Regions from separate parts of the Macaca mulatta genome. Here region 2 is linked to region 1. Evidence: chromatin contacts called from public Hi-C data. All regions are on one chromosome and are shown on one strand. The core of a region is the stretch at or near the end of the contact, and the rest is flanking DNA. Distances in the headings are between cores, read along the strand shown. Region 1 holds the start of RAD52 (RAD52 homolog, DNA repair protein). Region 2 holds the start of LOC144333011.

The links. A called contact is a pair of places that touch in the nucleus more often than the background predicts.
Region 2: a contact with region 1 is called in a Hi-C map of cortical neurons, with 2.5 times the contacts expected there. The contact joins the promoter of LOC144333011 here to the promoter of RAD52 in region 1. A contact is called at or near these places in 2 of 14 Hi-C or Micro-C datasets (cortical neurons and fetal cortex germinal zone).

What each region holds. Positions count from the first base shown.
Region 1 is chr11:1,722,749-1,730,101 of T2T-MMU8v2.0, reverse strand. It overlaps RAD52 (RAD52 homolog, DNA repair protein), which reads left to right and starts at 2,497. Exons shown (of 13, transcript XR_013400762.1): 1 at 2,497-2,716.
Region 2 is chr11:1,780,662-1,788,014 of T2T-MMU8v2.0, reverse strand. It overlaps LOC144333011, which reads right to left and starts at 3,496. Exons shown (of 3, transcript XM_077954849.1): 1 at 3,466-3,496; 2 at 2,585-3,421. The coding sequence starts at 3,496.

The DNA of each region.
Region 1 (7,353 bases), core at 1,248-3,747:
GGTATGCCAAGGTGGGAGGATCACCTGAGGTCAGGAGTTCGAGACCAGCCTGGCCATTGTGGTGAAACCCTATCTCTATTAAAAATACAAAAATTAGCTGGAAATGGTAGTGCACGCCTGTAATCCCAGCTACTTGGGAGGCTGAGGCAGCAGAGTCTCTTGAACCCAGGAGGCAAAGGTCGCGCTGGGCCAAGATGGTGCCACTGCACTCCAGCCTGGACAACAAAGTAAGACCCTATCTCCAAAGAACCCCAAAAAAACATATATAATAGTTGTATATACTTTTGAGGTACATGTGATATTTTCATACCTGTAAACAACGTGTAAATGATCACCTCAGGGTAATTGGGTTATCCATTTATATTTTCTTTTCTTTGTTTAGAAAAAGGGTCTCACTTGTTGCCCAGGCTGGAGTCTAGTGTCGTGATCTCGGCTCACTGCAACCTCTGTCTGCCTCCTGGTTTCCAGGGATTCTCACACCTCAGCTTCCTGAGTAGCTGGGACTACAGGTATGTGCCACCATGCCTGGCTGATTTTTGTATTTTTGGTAGAAATGGGGTTTCACCATGTTGGCCAGGCTGGTCTTGAAATCCTTCCCTCAGGTGATCCACCCACCTCAGCCTCCCACAGTGGTGGGATTACAGGCATGAGCCATGGCGACTGGCCTCTATTCATTTTATCTTTTCATGTTTTGTTTTTTTTTTTAAGATGGAGTTTCGCTCTCGTCACCCAGGCTTGAGTACAATGCCACAATCTCAGCTGACTGCAGCCTCTTCCTCCTGGTTTCAAGCAATTCTCCTGCCTCAGCCTCCTGAGTAGCTGGGATTACAGGTGCCCTGCCACTACTCCCAGCTAATTTTTGTATTTTTAGTAGAGATGGGGTTTCACCATGTTGGCCAGGCTAGTCTCGAACTCCTGACCTCAGGTGATCTACCCGCCTCAGCCTCCCAAAGTGCTTTCTTAAATGAAAATATCTACTATGAAAACTTAAAAAAGTATAATTATATTCTTTTCACATACAAAGTATCAGGTTATATAAAAAGCAACAGGAATTAGAATGGCATTGGACTTCCCCAGAGCAGCAAAGATAAAAAACACTAAAGCAATACCTTCAAAATTCATTAAGAATGTGTTCATATGTTTGTGTAAAAAGAAACATTTTAATTTCCTAATTTAATCGGTGAAATGATAATGTTATACTTGTTTTAATATATATATTACTTTTATTGAAGTTAAACCTTTTCTCATATTTATTGTATTTCTCCTTTTGTGATATATTCACTCATTTCATTTATTTTTCTTTGAAGTTAATATATGAACTCTCTTACCATATATGGTAATAATATTTACCTTTCTTCTTGTTTAAAGTTTTGTTAGAATGGGTGACAAAGCATGACTCCGTATCTACAAAAAAAAAGAAAAATCTGGGCACAGTGACACGGGCCTGTGGTTCCACCTACTTAGGAGGCTGAGGCAGGAGCATCCCTTAAGCCCAGAAGTTCAAGGGTGCAGTGAGCTATGATCATCTCACTGCATTCCAGCCTGGGCAGCAGAGTGAGACCCTATCTCCAAAAAAAAAAAAAAAAAAAAAAAAAAGTTTTTTTTTTAAACATTAAGTTTAAAAAGTTTTATGTCGGTAGTTACATTTATCCATTTACTTTATGATTTATTGCTCAATTTTTATACATAGAAGGCCCTTTTCCTTTCTGAGGTTGGACTATCTGTCCATCAATCATCTATCCATCCATCCATCTTTTTCGGAGACGGAGTCTCGCTCTGTCGCCCAGGCTGGAGGGCAGTGGCGCGATCTCGGCTCACCGCAACCTCCGCCTCCCGGGTTCAAGCGATTCTCCGGCCTCAGCCTCCCGAGGAGCTGGGATTACAGGCGCCGCCACCACGCTCGGTTCATTTTTTTGTATTTTTAGTAGAGACGGGGGTTTCTCCATGTTGACCAGGCTGGTCTCGAACTCCTGACCTCAGGTGATCCGCCCGCCCCGGCCTCCCAAAGTGCGGGGATTACAGGCCTGAGCCGCCGCGCGGGCCCCAGGGGCATTCTCGAGAGGACCTCGCCGAGCCGCACTCCTCCATTCCCTGCCGTCGTCGCTAACCGAAGGCGCCATCCGGTGACGGCTGGCTGTGCGCTGCGGTGGTGAGGGGCCTCCGGAACCACCCGGTCCCCCGCTGCCTCGGCCCGGGCGGAACCTGGGCAGGTCTCCGACAACCGTTCTGCCTAAGATCTTCCCAGTTGTGCACGGGTGGGCCCCGCATCCCAGTGGGCGCCGGGCATGTGAAGTGGGAACCACGCCGGCCTAACTAGCCCCTGCAGGCCAGACGACACCCCCGAGCCCACCAGGGGGCAGCAGAGGTCCGACGGCCGCGGACCGAGGGAAGCTGGAGGGAAGTAGCAGGCAGAGCGCGCGCCGGGAAGGGGCAGGCCGAGCGGCTCAGCACGTAGACGCCAGCACTGCGCCTCCAGGTTGCTTTACGGCTGCCGCAGACGGCTTTGCGGCTCTTTTCCCCTCCTACTTGATTTACAGTTCCTCCTCCGGTCTGTTTTTTTTTTGCCGTCCGGCGCTGGCGTGGGTTCGGACCTTCTTCCCAGAGACCCTCGCACACCCTTCCCATTCTCCTCTGCGCAGCCTCCATCTAAGCGCTCTTCCCCTTGTCCGTAGCCTAGATCGAGCTCCCTGCGTGCACCGCGCGGGGCCGGAGGCCCGTAAGTGGGGGAGGAGAGCGGCTTCCCCGGGTGGTTCTGCCGTGGGTGTGGAGCGTGAGAACCTGGGGCCGCGGTGGAGCTGACCCCGAGGTCTCAGCGCAGAGGTGCTGAGCCCGGAGGCCTGTTCTAGTTCACCGGCGCAGTGAGGGGCTCAGTACCGGGGCTTCCCGACAGATGGGCAGGAAGGCGGGGTACGGGAAAGCTGGCACCGGCGCGCCGGGACCCCACCGCGGTGCGGGCAGCCGGGAGTCCGTGGTGGCGCGTCCCCGGAGACGCTGCCCGGAGACGCTGCCCGGAGACGGGCTGGGGGAGCTGAAGTCGGTGTTAACAGCTGAACGAAGTTGAGTTGCAGGGAGCGGGGGACGCTGGGAAGAGATGACTGATTTGAAAGGAATTTGACGCGGGCGTGGCGGCGGCCTGGCCCCGTGTTCCCGGGAGGTCGGGCCTGTGGTGAGCCGAGATCGCACCGGCATCACGACACTGCATCCCGGGCGACAGAGCGAGACCTGTCACGGGGAAAATAAATAAATAAAAATTTGACGCTCAGTTTAGCTGAGTATTGGGCCTTGTTACCAGATTGAGATGAGGTCTGGCGCGGTGTCTCACCGGTAGTCCCAGAACTTTGGAAGGCGGACGGGAGCATCGCTTGAGGCCAGGAGTTCTGGACCAGCCTGGCTAACAGCGAAACCCCGTCTCTACTAAAAATCCAAGAATAGGCAGGCCTGGTGGCGGGCGCCTGTCACCCCCGCTACTCGGGAGGCGGAGGCGTGAGACTCGCTTGAACCCGGGAGGCAGGGGTTGCCCACCGGTGAGCCGAGATGGCACCACTGCACTCCAGCCGGGGGACAGGGCGAGACTCCATCTCAAAAAAAAAAAAAAAGTTGAGATATAATTCACATACAATTAAATTCACCCCCTTTTTAAAAAAATGGAGACGTAGTCTCGCTCTGTCACCCAGGCTGGAGTACAGTGGCGCCGTCTCGGCTCACTGCAACCTCCGCCTCCCGGGTTCAAGCGAGTCTCACGCCTCCGCCTCCCGAGTAGCTGGAATTACAGGCACCCGCCACCACACCCATCTGATTTTTGTATTTTTCACCAGGTTGGCTAGGCTTGTCTCAACTCCTCGCCCTTCCAAAGTGCAGGGATTACAGGTGTGAGCCACTACGTCCAGTCTAAATTCACCCTTTTAAAGTGTGCAATTCAGTGGCTTTAGTATATTCACAGGATTGTGCAAGCACCACCATTGTCTAATTCCAGAACATTTTTATCATCCCTAAAAGAAACCCTGAAACTCATTAGCAGACACCCATTATTTCCTCCTCCTCCCAGCAGCACTAATCTGTGGATTTACTTATTCTCAGTACTGTATTATACACTATTTGTTCTTTTGTTTGGTTTATTTCACTTAATACAGTGATTCAAAGTTCATCTACGTTGTATGTAGCATGTATCAACTTCATTTTTTAGGTAACTGAATTATTTATTGTGTGGATATACCACATTTTGTTTCTCCATGATTGGATGGATATTGGTGGTTTTCTAGGCTTTCTAGGTCTAGTCCTCCACAGAACTCGCGGGCTGAGGCACAGACATTTAAAACTCTAGTTTTTGGAAACTAGCGTTTAACTCTTGGATTGGGTCAGGTAATTCAGTGGTCTCAGGTCTGGTATTGTTTAGGGGAGTTTCTTTTTTTTTTTGAGATGGAGTTTCACTCTTGTTGCCCAGGGTGGAGTGCAATGGCGGATCTCGGCGCACTGCAGCCTCCGCCTCCCGGGTTCAAACGACTCTCCTGTCTCAGCCTCCTCAGTGGCTGGGCTGACAGGCGCGGGCCACTACACCCGACTAATTTTTGGTATTTTTAGTAGAGACGGGGTTTCATCATGTTGGCCAGGCTGGTCTCGAACTCCTGACCTCAGGTGATCCACCCGCCTCAGCCTCCCAAAGTGCTGGCATTACAGGCGTGAGCCACCGCGCCTGGGCGGGAGTTTTTTGTTTGTCTGTGTTTTTTGGGGGACTGAGTTTCACTCTTGTTGCCCAGGCCTGAGTGCAATGGCGCGATCTTGACTCACTGCCACCTCTGCCTCCCAGGTTCAAGCGATTCTCCTACCTCAGCCTCCCGAGTAGCTGGGATTACAGGTGTGCACCACCAGACCCGGCTAATTTTGTAGTTTTAGTAGAGAAGGGGTTTCTCCATGTGGGTTACGCTGGCCTCGAATTCACGACCTCAGTTGATTTTCTCGCCTTGGCCTCCCAAAATGCTGGGATTACAGGCGTGAGCCACCGTGCCCCTCTCGGAGTGGTTTTTAAAGTCGTCTGTTCTCAGTTCAACACTTATCAGGCCGTTAATTATAGTGGTATCAAGCAGAGAAGTGTTTGGGTGCTGGTCTTCTCAGGGAGGCAGGAACCGTCAGAGGTTGCTGTTACGTAATGTACACCAACACGTGTTATCTTGTATAAACAGTATAGTTGGAGATGAGTGTATGAAAAAGGTAACTGAGCTAGCTGTGGGGGAGGATAGTTGTGAAAATTTTTGAGTCCCCCACTCTAGGCTTTCCCAGCTGTGTTTAGATAAGGTGACACTCTGCCTTCCTGTTTCAGCTCTAAGACTATGCATAAGTGTTATTTTGGCTGTATACGTAGTGCCAGTTTTTTTAAAATTTTTGTGCTTTTGGTGATTTTGCTGTTTACAATGGCCTCCAAGAGCAGAAGTGCTATCTCGCATTTCCAAGTTGAAGGCTGTGATGTATCTTATAGAGAAAAGATAAGCTTTTAGATTGGCTTTGTTCAGGCACCACTTTTGTTGTCGGCTGTGAGTTCAGTGTTAATGCATCAACAATATATATTAAATAAGATGTCTTTAAACAGAAGCACACATAAAACAAGGTTATGCCTGTTGAGTAACCCCGTGTTTCCCCTAGGAGCAGTGGCTCAGTATTCGCTAGTTCAGTGTTCATGATACCGTTAAAGGACATAACTACCCTGAATAATGATGACTGACTGTCTCAGCACTGGTTCAAGGGCAGAAAGCCTGGTGGATATTTTTCCATCTCTGCAGCTTTTAACATTTCTTCACTCAAGGCACTCATTTTTAATACTGAACTGGCAGTTTTGATGTGGAGAGAAGCTAAAATAAGGCTAAAATGCTCTTCATACTCTGCGCTGGGTGGGGACTGTGCTGAGTGTTGGGGATTCAGTGATAAGCGTATGGCCTAGCAGTTCTCTAATGGCTGAGTGTGGGAGTGTAGAGAAATGATCATAGTGTGACAGAATTAATCCTGTGTTCCCACAGGTTTTTTTTCTTTTCTTTTTTTTTTTGTTGAGATGGAGTTTCACTCTTGTAGCCCAGGCTGGAGTGCAGTGGTGCGATCTCGGCTCACTGCAACCTCTGTCTCCCAGGTTCAAGCAATTCTCCTGCCTCAGCCTCCCAAGTAGCTGGGGTTACACGCCCCCGCCACCATGCCTGGCTAATTTTTGTGTTTTTAGTAGTGACGGAGTTTCACCGTGTTGTCCAGTCTGGTCTCAAACCCCTGACCTCGTGATCTGCCCACCTCGGCCTCCCAAAGTGCTGAGATTACCGGGTTCTCCTTCCACAGATTTTAAGACATACTTCAGGCCGGGTGTGGTGACTCTTGCCTATAATCCCAGCATTTTGGGAGGCTGAGGTGGGCAGAACACTGGAGGTCAGGAGTTTGAGACCAACCTGGCCAACATGGCGAAGCCCTGTCTCTACTAAAAATACAGAAAATTAGCTGGGTGTGGTGGCACACGCCTGTAGTTCCAGCTACTCAAGATACTGAGGCAGGAAAATCACTTGAACCTGGGAGGTGGAGGTTGCAGTGAGCTGAGATTGCACCACTGTACTCCAGCCTGGGCAATGGAGCGTCTCCAAAAAAAAAAAAAAAAAAAAAAAAGAATTCAGACTGTGGTGAGCTGCATAAGGCTTTAGAGGTAACGATATTTTGAGATTTCTTTTCAATTAAAAATGTTTTTCGGCCGGGCGCGGTGGCTCAAGCCTGTAATCCCAGCACTTTGGGAGGCCGAGACGGGCGGATCACGAGGTCAGGAGATCGAGACCATCCTGGCGAACACCGTGAAACCCCGTCTCTACTAAAAAATACAAAAAACTAGCCGGGCGAGGTGGCGGGCGCCTGTAGTCCCAGCTACTCGGGAGGCTGAGGCAGGAGAATGGCGTAAACCTGGGAGGCGGAGCTTGCAGTGAGCTGAGATCCGGCCACTGCACTCCAGCCCAGGCTACAGAGCGAGACTCCGTCTCAAAAACGGAATCTCACTCTTGCTTAGGCTAGAGTGCAGTGGCGTGATCTCAACTCACTGCAACCTTTGCCTCCCAGATTCAAGTGATTCTCGTGCCTCAGCCTCTTGAGGAGCTGGAATTAACAGGCACCCACCACCCCGCCTGGCTAATTTTTGTATCTTTAGTAGAGACGAGGTTTTACCCTGTTAGCCAGGCTGGTCTTGAACACCTGACCTCAGGTAATCTGCCTGCGTTGGCCTCCCAAAGTGCTGAGATGACAGATGTGAGCCACCGTGCCTGGCCATTTCTTTCTACTTCTGCCAATTTTTTTAAAGTACCATGAACATTATAGCACTGTGTTCATAAATGAAAATAGAAGAAACTT
Region 2 (7,353 bases), core at 2,247-4,746, 57 kb before region 1:
TACAGGTGTGCGCCACCATGCCTGCCTAATTTTTGTATTTTTAGTAGAGATGAGGTTTCACTTGGCCAGGTTAGTCTTGAACTCCTGACCTTGTGATCCGCCTGCCTCGGCCTCCCAAAGTGCTGGGATTACAAGCGTGAGCCACAGAGCCCAGTTGAGAACCTTCACTTTTAAGTTTGCAGTATTAATGCTGAATTAACAGACTGGCATACTTATCTATGACATAGGTAATAAAGGAAAAAAAAAAGAACACCTCAGTAGACTCAACAAGGATATCACAAGTAATGACTAGCAAGCAACATTTTTTGAAAAATAAAATGTAGGCACAAGAAATGCTAAACGAAATAGCTTACTTGGCCGGGCGCGGTGGCTCAAGCCTGTAATCCCAGCACTTTGGGAGGCCGAGACGGGCGGATCACGAGGTCAGGAGATCGAGACCATCCTGGCTAACACGGTGAAACCCCGTCTCTATTAAAAAATACAAAAAAACTAGCCGGGCGAGGTGGCGGCGCCTATAGTCCCAGCTACTCGGGAGGCTGAGGCAGAAGAATGGCGGGAACCCGGGAGGCGGAGTTGCAGTGAGCTGAGATCCGGCCACTGCACTCCAGCACGGGCGGCAGAGCGAGACTCCGTCTCAAAAAAAAAAAAAAAAAAAAGAAAGAAATAGCTTACTTTTACCTTAGACTTTCCCTAAATTATATGATTTCATTCCTACAAGGACAAGAATCACAGCTTACTACCAGCCATGCAAATGTCATTTTAGGAGTACACACAAGTTTTACCCAGTATCTTAGTTCACATTTGTCCCAGTTAATTAAGTTTATGTATAATTTAAAAGCCAAAACTAGATATGTCAATTTTAAGTTTTCCTTCTAACTAATCCAAAGTCAAAACTATTCACTTTATCAAATGAATTAACTGAATACAGTTATTTATTTATAATTATAAATTGGACCACACACTTTCTCACTTAATACCTATTATGTCCTGTTTCCCATACCTCTCTACAAAGTAGAAGTATTTGCTGGAAGACAATAATCTGCTCATCAAGTAGGCACTTAGAAAAAGCACTGATCTGCAACTACTGAAATTCGTATCTGTATATTTCTCTTTTGGGTTAAGGAAAACACTTCTCTGGCTATTTTTCCAAATAAACTGGGTAAGCCTTGGGAAAGTCACTGCTTAAATCCCACTTTCTGACAGCTCCTCTTCCTCCATTAATGAATTATTGAGAGCCATGTCTACTTCCATCCATTACATAATACATGTCTACCATGGGACCTGTTTTCTGAACAAGAAATAGCTTAAATGACACTAACTGATAAGTAGAGCCAGTGAATACTGTAATCTAACAGGGGGCAGGAATCCAGAAAACAAGATTCTGATTTACAGTGCTAAGTTGTGAAAAAGTGATGTGAAGAACATGGAACACTGTTTATTCTTAGTAATATTTCCATACAAAGTGAGACACATGCCCCCAAAATGTTTTTAAAGCACTTGACTCCAAGAACATTTCTCTGAAATTCAGGGACCTACCAAAAAAAAAGTTCCATTTCATTTTAAAGTGTTTTAATAAAGACCGCAAGAAGTATAACTGCAAACGGAGAAATAAAATTTCAACAATTTAGCACTGAACACAAAATGTCTAAAAGTCAAGGTCTGCTGGGCAACACGCTGTAAAAGACGGTTGTACTTTAAAACATTTCAGCATTTTTTCATATAATTAGCTCCAACAGAACTGTTCAAATTGTTCACTTGATCCACCCAAAGTAGTCAACCACAACCACCTGCAACTATTATTCAGAAACGTGCCTTCCAAAGCAACCACCTGATCTGGGGCCTTCTCTCAAGGGACCAGGATACAGCCTGTAAAAGGGTGGTATAAAGAGATCTTTTAGGCACACGGGGATAAAAAACCTGGAAGACACCACCTTGAAGGAGCTAAGAGTAATGCAACCCAAATGGTGGCTGCCAGAACGAAGTTGTCTAAACCGAAGATCTCCCTCTTCTTGGGTGTAAAACTTTCAGATCCATCCACACTCAGTTTACCTGAGCCAAAGCACCTTCCCTCTCCGAGCCCCCATCCACCCCGCTAGAAGGAAAAGAATCGAACTCTAAAGTAGAAACGTGACAGATCCAGTGCAATAAAATAGGTTCTCCGACTGCCTCAAAGGTAACATGCACGGCTCATCGTCCTTTTGAAATACAACACTTCATCTTTTATCTCACCATTTCATCAAAAAGAAAAGAATCATCTTCAGCATTTTACATCACTCACCTAACCCAAAGATCCACCCTGACCGCACCCCAACCTCATGGCTCCCCAATTTCTCCGTCTGCCCACTACCTGGTCCGCAGCTTCACTAGTCCTAAGCCTCCCCCCCTCCGCTCCCCAAGTGCCCAGAGCCCCAGACCCCAGTCCCCGACCTCCCGCCCCAGGATCCCCACATCCACCGCCTCGGCTCCCGCCCAATCCCGGAGCCCGGCTGGGTGGAGCCCGCGGGTGGGCGCCGTGGTCTGGGTGGGGCCCGCCCCTCCCCACCCCCGGGCTGGCCCGGAGGGGGAGGGGGTCGCGAAGCCTCACCTACAGCTCCGCCCCTCCCCGGGGGCGCGTCGCCCAGCCCAGCCCGGGCCGTGAGCAAGAAGCTGGGCAGGAAAGGCAAAAGCCTCAGCGCTAGCGACACGGGGGAAGCTCTGGGTCCCGCGCGACTTCCGCGCTGCCGCCGCCGTCGCGCCCGTCTCACCCTTCTCAGGGCTGCCGCTGCTGCTGCTGCCGCTGCTGCCGCCCGGGCGCCGCCGCCGCCACTACCGCCGCCACCGCCACCGCCACTACCGCCGCCGCCGCCGCCACAGCACGGCCCGGGCGCCCGCGACGTCACCGCGCCCCGCCCCCTGCGCGAGACACCTAGCCCCGCCCCCAGCCGCGCCGCGGGCGCAGCGCCCCTCCCCGGGCTCCCGGCCCGGCTGCCTCCCTTTCCCTCAGCCTCCCGGGAGCGTGACGCGGCGGCCGGGGGGCCTCCGGGCGCCTTCCGGGACACGCGGGTGAGGAACTGGGAAGCGGGGGAAATTCGGCGCCGCGGCGGTCGATCAGCACCGAAACCGAACGAGAGGCGCGGAGCAGCCCTGCGTACACACACGCGTACCCACTCACACACACGACCCCTGCGGCCCGGGAGGGGAGAGCCGGGGTCTGCTCCGCGAGCGCGGGGCGGCGCTTGTCTCTTCCCGCTTGCCGTAGGAAGTGGACGCTGGAAGCCCGAGGAGCCGCGTCGCGTCTTCCCGAACCTAAGTGGCGCCCCGCCCCCTTCTTCTCGTGGCCCGTTACCCGCGCCCGGGGCCGCCCAGCGCCGCGGGACCAGCGCGGGGACCGACCGTGGCTGCTGGGGGCACGCTTTGTTCCACCAAAGCTGGTTTTTTGCCCCTTAGCTTGGCGGAACGTGGCCGCGAAATGAGCGGCCATCTGACCTGAGACTCGCGGGGCTGCGCACACGGGCATCGCCGAGGACCCCAGCAATGGACGTCGTGTTCTGTGGTGATCCGGCCCGGACGCGGGGAGCGTGGGCGGAAATTAGTGTCCCGGTTCCGACCCTGCGCGGTGCCCGACGCGGCTTCGGGAGCTGTGTATTTGGCCTCCGACAGCTAGGCGAGTCGGCGGGCGGCTGGGGCCTGGAGCAACCCGGTTTTCTCGTGCAGACTCGCAGCCGGTTTGGGTTTTGGTTTTTTTTTTTTTTTGGAACCATGCAGAGGGTAGCTACGGCCATTAATTTAAGGATGTAGATAAGCTTATCTCTAAATCAAGAAAGTAAGAATGGTGTGAATTATATTTATTCCCAGCCTTCCAGTGTTTATTAAAATAATTCTCGGTGTCCTTAAAAGGAGTTAAAAGCCATCATTTTACTCCTACTCACCTCCGCCACCGTAATTAACCACTGCCTCATAATCCCACTAACAAATTCCAGTCGCTTCTCTGCGTTCACATGCATTCACTCACCCGTTTCTACTGTTTTTCATCCTGCCCGGACTCTTAATTGTTCCCTCCCAGGATCGACATGCACTTGGATGATTGCAGTTCCTGGGCCTGCTGTCATCTCTCCATTCAGTACTTCCCACATACGACTACCAACTGTTAGACGATGTGCTGCCAGACCAGCATTTCATTTCTTGGACATCTGGCTATTTACCCAGGAAAAGTCATCCTTTGACTTTTCTCATCTGACTCGTGATCTGCCCATCTTGTTACTCCCTAGCAGTGTGGTAAGGTAAGAGAAAATTGAACTGAGAGTCAATAGATCTTTCTGTTCTCATTCTCCCACTGTCTACTTGTGTGGCCTCAGGCAAATCATTCTACTTGTGGTCTTACTTAACTGTAAAGTGAGGTTTGAAGTCGGTGTCTGAGATACATCGTGTCCTTAAAATACGTGGATCTGGAGAGTTAAGTTGCTGAGCGCGATGTTATACACAGAAATACTGTCCTAACACAGATTCAGATTTTTATTTTTTATTTTTTGCCACCACACTGGCAACAAATATTATTTTCCTACCCTGCTCCAGAGATCTTTTTTAAAACCTACATTTAGGATTTTTTGTTAAAGCTAGGTACCCAAGCACATGTATTTACTGCCTCTTCTTCCTGAGACCCCATAAAATGATGATAAATAAAAATGATACAAAATAGAAAAGGAGAAGGGGGGCATCGGAAGATAATTGTTTTTCAATTCGACATGTGAAAAGTAAGTGTGGTCTGACAAAATAAAATGAAGAAAACCATAATGTGGAATGGGTGTAGAGGGTGCTGCAGAAAGGAAGGGGGGGCTGTCAGCCCAGAACTGCTTTAGGGAGACCGAGATTTGGAGATACCTACAAGACAGAGCGAGAGTGAGAAGCAGGATTGAGAACAGGGAGACTAAATAAAGGTCTATATGAGGAAGAACAGAACTCTCCCTCTGTCTCAGATACAATATCTAGGCATTTATCCCAGGCTAAAATTAAGTATTCTGATAATCTGGGGAGATTTGGGCTAACTGAGTATTGAATGGCCTAAGAGTAAAGCATTCTTTATCCTAGCACAATAGCTGATTTCCTACCCACCCACTGTAAAGTGAAGTTGGGCAGGTTGGCAGGAACTTCCTGCTGTGGTTTGGATGTGGTATTTTTGTCTCGACCACATCTATGTTGAAATTTGATTACCAGTGTGATAGTATTGGGACGTGGGTCCTGGTGGGAGGTGTGTGGGTCATGGGGGCAGATTCTTCATGAAGGACTTGGTGTCATTCTTACAATAGTGAGTTCTCACACTTGCGACACTAAATTGGTTATCAGGAGAATGGATTTGCTCCTTTGAGAGTGGCTTGTTCTAAAGCCAGGACTCACCTCGGGTTTGATTTCTCTTTGCATGTGCACAGACACTTTTTCTTGACCTTCTCCGCCATGTTTTGATGCAGCATGACACCAGAACTGAGCAGATGCTAGTGCCTTGCTGCTTGTAGAGCCTGCAGAATTGTGAGCTAAATAAACCCGTTTTCTTTACAAATTACCCAGCCGCAGGCATGCCTTTATAGCAACATAAAATAGACTAAGACACCTCCCAAGTTCACAAGACTCCCCATCAGCATTCCAACTGCCTCATCTTATGTATGAACAGACAACTAAGCGTTATTAGATTTTTGAGAGAAGTCTCCAACATGGAGTGTGGGGGAGATAAACAGAAACCTCAGAGAATGTAGAAAGGAAAACCTAATTAGTATACTAGCATACTCAGATGAAGTAACAATCCAAGGTTTAAAAGTAGATCTTGAAATTTAAAATAAATTGCCAAATTATAAATTTAATTAAAATATTGAAAGATAAAATCACTGAACTTTTAAAGAAAATAGAAGGAGCCTGGGCAACATAGTGAGACCCTGTCTCTGTAAAAACTGTTTTAAAACTTAACCGGGTCTGGTGATGTGCACATGACATCCTGGAGGACACCCCAGCTACTCAGGAGGCCGGGGTGTGAGTATTGCCTGATCCTGGGAGGTCAAGGGAGCCGTGAGCCAGGATGGTGGTGCTGCACCCTGGCCTGGGTTACAGAGCAAGAGACCTGACTTCAAAAAAGAAAAGAAAAAGAAAATAGGGCCGGGTGCAGTGACTCGCGCCTGTAATCCCAACACGTTAGGAGCCTGCACCCCAGTCTGGGTGACGGAGCAAGAGACCTTATTTCAAAAAAGAAAATAGGGCTCGGTGCTGTGGCTCACGTACGCAATCCCAACACTTTAGGAGGCCAAGGCAGGCAGATCATTTGAGACCAGGAGTTCAAGACTAGCCTGGGCAACATGGCAAAACCCTGTCTCTACAAAAAATAAAAATAAAAAAAAAATAAGCCAAGTGTGGTGGCGTATGCCTGTAATCCCAGCTACTCAGGTGAATGAGGTGGGAGGATGGCCTAAGCCCAGGAGGCAGAGGTTGCAAGCTTGCAGTGAGCTGAAATAACACCACTGCACTCCAGCCTGGGCAACAGAGCCAGACTCTGTCTCAGTAAAAAAAAAAAAAAAAAAAAAACAACAATAAATATACAAAGAGGTGGAAATTGTGAGAGAAAATAAGATAAAGAATCAATTCAACAGGACTAATATTATGTGAGAAAGAGAAAACAAAGTAAATGAAGGACAGAAAATTATTGAAAAAAATAATGCAAGAAAATTTCCTAGAACTGAAAGAATCCACTACTACAGAACTAAAAGAAAAAAAAAATTCAGCCATGTGAAATGTTTGAACTCTAAATGTAAAGAAGATTCTAAGTTTCCAAAGAGGAAAAAAAGGAGCTCATAAAAGAACAAAAATCAAACTGGCAGGCCAGGCATGGTGGCTCACGCCTGTAATCCCAGCACTTTGAGAGGCTGAGGCGGGTGGATCACGATGTCAGGAGTTTAAGACCAGCCTGGCCAACATGGTGAAACCTCGTCTCTACTAAAAATACAAAAATTAGCCTGGCGTGGTAGCAGGCGCCTGTAATCCCAGCTACTCAGGAGGCCGACGCAGGAGAATCGCTTGAACCTGGGAGGTGGAGGTTTCAGTGAGCTGAGATTGTGCCATTGCACTCTAGCCTGGACAATGAGCAAAACTCCGTCTCAGAAAATAAAAATAAATTTAAAAAAAGAGTTACTTAAACGTGTGCTCGAGCAAAATGAGGAGGAAATCAGGGTATCTGACAACATCCAGCAATCACTAGATACAACTCAGGAAAACAGTAAAGGGAAGTCCCAGGAGCTAAGTTGGATTGGAACAGAAGGAGAGGAGTTCTGAGAGAGAGAACTCCTGGAAAAGAGAAAATTAAACAGAACAATTAGTTACTATGATTAAAAAAAAAAAAAA